2 separate regions of the Sus scrofa genome follow, and region 1 is linked to region 2. The links are chromatin contacts, called in public Hi-C maps. All regions are on one chromosome and are shown on one strand. The core of a region is the stretch at or near the end of the contact, and the rest is flanking DNA. Distances in the headings are between cores, read along the strand shown. Region 1 holds the start of DNAJC27 (dnaJ homolog subfamily C member 27). Region 2 overlaps EFR3B (protein EFR3 homolog B).

What was found. Hi-C and Micro-C count contacts between places; a contact is called where the count stands out from the background.
Region 1: a contact with region 2 is called in a Hi-C map of skeletal muscle, with 5 times the contacts expected there. A contact is called at or near these places in 2 of 47 Hi-C or Micro-C datasets (fetal heart ventricle and skeletal muscle) and 1 of 2 datasets of targeted methods (skeletal muscle).

The regions. Positions count from the first base shown.
Region 1 is chr3:113,814,217-113,818,170 of Sscrofa11.1, forward strand. It overlaps DNAJC27 (dnaJ homolog subfamily C member 27), which reads left to right and starts at 2,502. Exons shown (of 7, transcript XM_021087775.1): 1 at 2,502-2,791. The coding sequence starts at 2,705.
Region 2 is chr3:113,739,933-113,743,816 of Sscrofa11.1, forward strand. The region is part of intron 1 of EFR3B (protein EFR3 homolog B); the gene reads right to left. Among named protein-coding and RNA genes, the nearest start is that of EFR3B, 17 kb to the right of the region's middle.

The sequences.
Region 1 (3,954 bases), core at 1,252-3,751, 75 kb after region 2:
CCAGATCTTGGTTTCTAAATATCATTCTCCACTAAAAGGACCTACGGAACAAGGGCTCGCTGTTGTGACTGAAAGCCAGGAAGTGCTAAAAAAAAAAAACGGTAGAAACATATCAAAAAGATATAAGAGCCAGCTTGAGAATTAAAACAAATAATAGAAATAGTGGGGAGTTCCCGTCGTGGCGCAGTGGTTAACGAATCCGACTAGGAACCATGAGGTTGCGGGTTCGGTCCCTGCCCTTGCTCAGTGGGTTAACGATCCGGCGTTGCTGTGAGCTGTGGTGTAGGTTGCAGACGCGGCTCGGATCCCGCGTTGCTGTGGCTCTGGCGTAGGCCGGTGGCTCCAGCTCCGATTCGACCCCTAGCCTGGGAACCTCCATATGCTGCGGGAGCGGCTCAAGAAATAGCAACAACAACAACAACAAAAATCTCAAAAAAAAAAAAAAAAAAAAGAAATAGTGGAATATTCATGGAGTAAAATAAGAACAAATGAGTCCACCCTGATATAAATTGATAAATTAATGAATGAGAAAAGAAAGCTCTCCCTTATGGTAGATCACCAAGCAATAAATGTGGGAGAAAAGACGGAGTAAGAGAATTATCATTTTGCACTCATCACAGTAATACCTCTTTAGCCATGAGTCATCACTGGGTTCTTAAAAATTTGTGGGCGATAGTTACAGAATCTCAAAATATCCCCTTACAAATTACTTATTACAAAGGGAAAAAGTCACTTTACTGTGAATTTTCCTAGTGAACACTACTCGACAACTTTACCAACTAAAGTTTCTATCATTAATAAATGGAATATATATATATATATATATTTGCGTATGTGTGTGTCCTTTTTTTTTTTTTTTTTTTTTTAAGGCTGCACCCACAGCTTATGCAAGTTCCCAGGCTAAGGGTGGAATCATCCACAGTTACCTACCAATGGGATTTATGCTGCTGTTATGCATTGCACAACTTCTGAAACTTTGGAATCACATTGGACAAGACCACTTTTATTTCCTATTCCACACTGATTTTTTTTTTTTTTAAACAAGACAATCCTTTTATTTTTATACTTTTGTGCGGGTGAGGGGGGGGTCGCATCCACAACATTCAGAAGGTCCCAGGCCTGGGATCAAACCCGAGCCACAGCAGTAACCAGAACCAGAAGTGACAATGTAATATCCTTAACCCCCAGAGCCACCAGAGAACTCCCGTTGTACGTTTATTTCTGCACTTTTCTCTTTATCAGAAACACGGAAAATCGCAGCGTCCCAAATACGGCATATCCAAGGAATATGGCGCCATCTATTGTTAAAATTGTACATAACCTCGAGTGAGTAGTTTTGCATAGTTTTTCCTTGAGATATTAGAATACAAAATATCGCACAGATAGCTCCTATAAATTCACTGTGGGGCTGTGGGGGCACTCAGTGCACAGTTTGAGAGCCACAGGGTTAGATAACAATGTTACGTTTTGCTTACTGTTGCTATGTAAGGGAAAGTCCTTATTCCTAGGAAATACACATCAAATTATCTATGGATAAAGATTTTTGCAAATTACTCTCAAATGATTCAAGGAAAAAAGTGTGTATATTTATGTATACACAGTGATCATGGCCAATATAGTAAATGAGGCAAAATGTGGACAATGAATCTGGATAAAAGGTATACAAGGTTTTTCCCCCCTACTATTCTCGAAATTATTTCAAAACAAAGATTTCTAAAAGATTAAATATAATTCTATATTTCGAGGTATATATACATACGTAGTAAAACAAAAGCCTGGAAATTAAAAGCTCCAATTCAAATAGCTGCAACATTTTGCAGTGTGGGAAGAGGGATGTCCATTCGGGGAAGAGTGCACACAGTATCGTGACGTTTTATTTCTTAAGGTAAGTGGTGGATACACAGATACTTACATTACTCTTTGTAGCTTTACGTTTGTCCAACGTATTTCATAATTTATTTTAAAGAATAAACACGTCGAGTCTTTCTTAATACAGATCTTGCCTAATGGCCCTCCTCCAGTACCAGGGCCCCGACTTCCCCACTTCCCTGGCTTCTGACTCTGTCCCTCAGGGACTCCGAAGGGAAGCATAATATTGGAAGAGGGGTTAATGGATGGGCCCTTGGGCACTGAAGAATCCACCAAAAAAAAAAAAAAAAAAAAAAAAGAAAGAAAGAAAAGAAAAAAAACAAACCCCAAACGGACAGTGTAGCGTGGCCGGGCCCTGAACTAACCCGTAATTCCAGCTACTTCCAGCCCTGGGAACTGCCCTGAACAGCCAATAAATTTCTACCACCTGGCTGCTAACCTAACAAATGCCTATGTCCTGAAGCCCCTGAACACAAGGCCGCGCCCACGATGAAAGGTAAACTCGGCCACCCCGCCACACCACCTTCCTGCCGAGGGTCGCGACCTAGGCTCGATCGCTTGACCTCAGGAAAACTAAAACCGACTCTCCAGGGCCTAGAGATGACGTCACGCCGCCCTTTTCTAGCATCGCGAGACTTTCTTCTCCCTCCCACCGCAGGTTCGGACGCTCCCTACTGCCCGCGCCCGCTGCCTGGCAGCGGCGGGTATGGCGAGCAGCGGAGTTGAGGCGGTGACGAGAGCAGCGGCTCCGCCATTGGACTAGGAAGCCTGAGGGACGGGCCAGCGCGGTGAACAAGGAGAGACTGAGGCGGGTGGCCCCGAGAGAGCGAGGGCAATGGAGGCCAACGTGCCGAAGCGGAAGGAGCCTGGCAAGTCCCTACGCATCAAAGTCATCTCCATGGGCAACGCCGAAGTGGGGAAAGTGAGTACCGCGCTGGGAGGGGCGGGACCTCAGCGCGGCGGGGCGATGTGCCGATTGGCTGGGAGGGCGGCCACTCAACAGCCCGGGGCTCAGCCTCCTCCCCGCCCCTGAGCAGGCCTGGTCTCCTGAGAGATGCGGCTCCGCTCAGAAAAGTCTCCTGACCTTTTTGACCTTTGGGTTGCCCCTCTCCAACACCTAAGAAGGTGCCTCGTGTGCTTCTAACCCTTGACTGTATCCCAAAGAGTTAAGGAGGCCTAGGTCCTTATGTCAGATCTCCTGCCTAGATACCATATCGGCGTTCCAGGTGACCCGTCCAGGACTTAGAGGTGGAGAATAAAAGTTCAGGGACCCCCAGAGGGGTTTGGGAGCCGAAGGGACTTTACTGGGCGTGTGTGAGGATGAGGATTTGTCAAATGTTACTCTGCAGACATGGAGCCCAGAATCTACATTTCATCGCCAAGAGAGCATGACTGATGCTAAAGTGTTTCACAGAGGAGGTGCGACGGATGTCAAGGAACTTGTGTTATTTTGTTTTGTTAGTTTTGTTTTTATTTCTGGTAGTGTCACTACATCCATTATCTCAAAGAAGTCTTAGTTCCCTGCCTTCTGTTCTGCTTCTACTGGGTCAGCTCTAAGCTCTCCCATAGCATGGGGGGAGGGAGGGAGAGAGATGAAGGAAGGTCTTTCCTCGCGTGAATTCCAACTTGACTTAAATTGTCTCCCCTTCAGGGTAAGTGGAAGCTTTTGGTTAAGAACCTGCCAAGGTCATCATATCAGTGACCGAGACAGGGTTAGAACCTGGATCTTCACACTCCCATTGCAGTGCTCTTTCCATCATGTGCTGTCAAAATCAACTCCTAGTAGGATCTGCATGCCAAAAGAGCTGTTGATGGGAGTATTTATGCCAGTGCCTTGCACATAGTTGGTGCTCAGTAAATGTTTATTCATGTCTTTGCTTTCTATTTAGTATTCTCTTGTACTATTCATGAATCTATATGTATGTATGTATTAACATAATTGAAAGTCAACATTTGTTGAATGCCAGCTTTGTGCCAGGCTTTGAAAAGAAAAAGAATAAAGCCTCTAGAAGGTTATGTACTAAACTGGCTAAGTGAGCATGCTCACTTTTTAAATTTTACTGTACTTAGTGGTGCAACATTAGA
Region 2 (3,884 bases), core at 244-2,743:
AAAAGTCCAAATATATAATCAGAGAGTCTGTCACAGCAGGAGCGGTGGTGCCGGAACACAGAACGGGCACTGTGCCCAGAGCTGCTGAAAGATAAAGCCAGGACCTGGGTGACTGTGGTGCCACAGGGAAGTTTCAGAAGCAACCCCTTTTGAAATGCAAAACAGAATTAGGAGCAAGCACCAGAATTCTGAAGAAGAAAAAAAAAAAGCAAAACAAGGGCTAGGTGGAGCCGCACTAAAAATGCCAAGTAAGCAGCCGGGCCAAGCAGGGCCAAGACCCAGTTGTAATAGGGCAGTTCTAGTGCGTGTGGGAGTACTGCACACCTACCTGCATGAGGAAGAAAGTCCCTCCAGCAGGTTCTGCCCACATTGCAAGAAGCAAAAGGAGGATAGTCTGAGAAAGCAGCTAAGCAGAGGGGGTCTCTGAAAGCAGAAACCCAGCTGGCCAGGGATGACTCCTTAAAGAGCTTGAAATGGTGAGTGGACATCGCTTCCTCCAAAGCAGAGCCTCGGCCTCTGGAGGGGAGGCTGCCTCTATGCTGTCATTGAATAGGGTCAGTTGATAGTAAAACATGTGTCATGACCACTCCTATTAACCTCACCAACGGCTTGCAAGTTCCCCTGCGATGAAGCAGGTTAAGGATCCGGCATTGCCACAGCTGTGGCGCAGCTCGCAAGGACAGCGCGGGTTCAATCCCTGGGCTGGGAATTTCCACATGCCTCAGGTCCCGCCCAAAAAACTCCAAACCAAAACAAACATCAGCATCAGCTAACATTAAGCTCCCACTAGGCCTCAGGTGGAATGCATTATTTTATTTAACCCTCCCAACAACACTGAGGCGGGGTCTATGTCCCCATCTCCCAGATGAGGAAAATGAGGCTTAGCACAGTTCAGAAACCTATCCATAGTCACACAACTGCTACCTGGGGTAGTGGGATTCCAACCCAGGCCTATGGGATGCTAGCTAGGGTCTTCACAATGAGGCTGCCAAGGAGACGCTGAGATTTATTCACTTCCTTGTGCTGTTAGACAAATAAATGCATTTTTAGCCAGGGACTCATAGGTCTTTGTGCAGAGATGTCCCGAGCCAGCACATTATTAAGAAACAGGTGAATACTTAGGCCATTAAAGGCCGTGCATTCTTAGGAAAACGACATCCCTGCGAAGTCACAGAAGCCCCAAGGAGGAAGTGGAAAAATCAATCCTGCACAAACACCCAACCCTGTTTAGCCATCGGCCATGCCTGTGTGGATGCTGAGACGGGGCTGTGGGCCTGGTCAAGCCGGGCTGTGTTCTGACATTTACGGTCCAGCAAGAGTCAGCAATGCCAAGGGCAGTGCTCAAAAGGCCTTACACCAGATGGCCCTCTTAATGGGCCTTCTGCCCACAGCCCTGCTGGCACCATCAGCCTCCCAGCTGGCAGTGCCGGGCTGGACTTCCTGGGTCAGCTTCTTCCGCCCTCTGCTCCACACAGAAGTTTTCTACCAGCGCGCACCCGGCCAGCAGCTCTCAATGAGCGCGTTCACTGGGATGCTGGGGACCACGCTGGGCTTCGGGTGGGTAAGAGCCCGGTGCCGGCTGGCACAAATCCCTGGCTGTCTTCTGGCGCATGGACTGCCAGCGATGCAAAACAGACCTGAGATTGTTTGCATGCATGTTTTCTTCTTTTCCTGGGCTTCCTGCTGTCTTATTGCAATATAATTAACATGCCGCAGATCCTCGGATCTTACCAGTTCAGTGCCTTGAGTTTCAGCAACTGTTTATACACTTGTGTAACCACTACCCAAACAAGAGACAGAACATTTGGGATGCCCTCAAAGAGTTCCCCTTTCAGAGTTCCCACTGTGGTGCAATGGGATCGGAGGCATCTCAGCAGCGCTGGGATGCAGGTTCAGTTCCCCAGCCCAGCACAGTGTGTTTAAGGATCCTGTGTTGCCACAGCAGTAGAGGTCACAACTGCAGCTTGGATCTGACCCCTGGCCCCAAAACTCCACACACCTTGAGGCCGGGGCGGTGGGGGGGAGTTCCTATTTCCAATCAATCCCCTCACCACCACTATCTGATTTCTAACTTTTTTTCCCCTGGGTTTTTTTTTGTTTTTTTGTTTTTTTGGCATCATATGGTGGTTCCCAGGCTAGGGGTGGAATCAGAGCTGTAGCCACTGGCCTACACCCCAGTTCATGTCAACGCTGGATCCTTAACCCCCTGAGCGAGGCCACGGATCAAACCTGCGTCCTCATGGATGCTAGTCAGATTCGTTTCCACTGAGCCACAACAGGAACTCCTGATTTCTACCCTCTATATCCTCATTGATTGGTTTTTGCATGTATTCTTGCCTCATCATATCTAAAACATAATTAGAAGATGTATGATAACCAGCCACAGGCCTTTGATAATGAAAACCACTTTGGATTATATTTATGTGCTGCCATTAAAACAAATGCTCACAACACAACATGTGAAAAATACCAAATAGTTTTTAAAAGAAAGCATAAAAATCATCTGGGAGCCCATCACCCAGAAATAACTACTGTTGGTATTCTAGGGGGTTTCTTTCAGGGCTAGTACACGCGCACTGATGACAGGCTGGCACTCTCTCGTGTGGCATTAGCTGTTTGTTTGCTTGTTTTGGCTGCACGCGAGGCGTACATATGTTCCCAGGCCAGGGGTGGATCCCATGCCACAGAAGTGACAGCACTGGATCTTCAACCTGCTGAGCCACCAGGGAACTCCTTTTGGTTTTGTGTGTTTGTTTGTTTTTGTCTTTTGTGTTTTTCGGGCGGCATATGGAGGGTCGCAGGCTAGGAGTTGAATTGGAGCTGTAGCGGCTGGCCCATACCACAGCCACAGCAACTGGGGATCTGAGCCGTGTCTGCAATCTACACCACAGCTCACGGCAACGCTGGATCTTTAACCCACTGAGCAAGGCCAGGGATCAAACCTGCGTCCTCATGGATACTAGTCAGGTTCATTAACCACTGAGCCACAAGTGGAACTCCGGGAACTCCATTTTTTTAATTTTTAATTTTTTGGTGGCATTAGCTTTTGTTCGTTTTTCTTTTTAGCCATACTTGTGGCACATGGAAGTTCCCAAGCTTGGGGCTGAATCAGAGCTGCAGCTGACATCTATGTCACAGCCACGGCAACCCTGGATCTGAGCCTCATCTTCCACCTACGAAGATCCAACACCCAGATCCTTAGCCTGCTGAGCGAAGCCAGGGATTGAACCCAAATCCTCTGGGAGACAACATCGGGCCCTTAATCAGTTGAGCCACAACAATAATCTAGCATTCACTTTTTTGGTAAATAATAAAGGTTATTGCTGCTGACCTAAGAGTAGACCATTTAGAGTTGCCTGTGTGAAAGCAGCTCCATTAAAAATCAACCTGCAATTTCAAGCACCAACTGTGGTGGTTCATTGGAGGCTGACATCTAAATTCACTGTTTGTTTTCTTCGGTGGGGTATGTCTAACGCTTCCCCCCAGCCACTGGCAGTCACATGACCTCTCCTGGTACCTCAGTTTCACAGCTCAGAAGGACAGTGACTAGCTCCTTGAGACACACCTGCCTCTGCAAGGTGAATAATGCATCTGCCATTAAATCAAACCACCTGTAACAGAACCTCCAAATCTGATAATCATTCCTGCAGCCACTTTAACAAAATGCAGTCACAGACATGGGCTTTTTTTTTCTTTATGTCCACGCCCATGGCATATGTAAGTTCCCGGACCAGGGACTGAATCAAAGCCGCAGCTGCTGCAATGCCAGATCCTTTAACCCACTGCACGGGATGGGAATCAAACCTGTGCCTGCACAACAGCTGCAGTCAGATCCTTAACCCATTGCGCCAGAGCAGGAACTCCAAAAGATAGCACTTTAATAA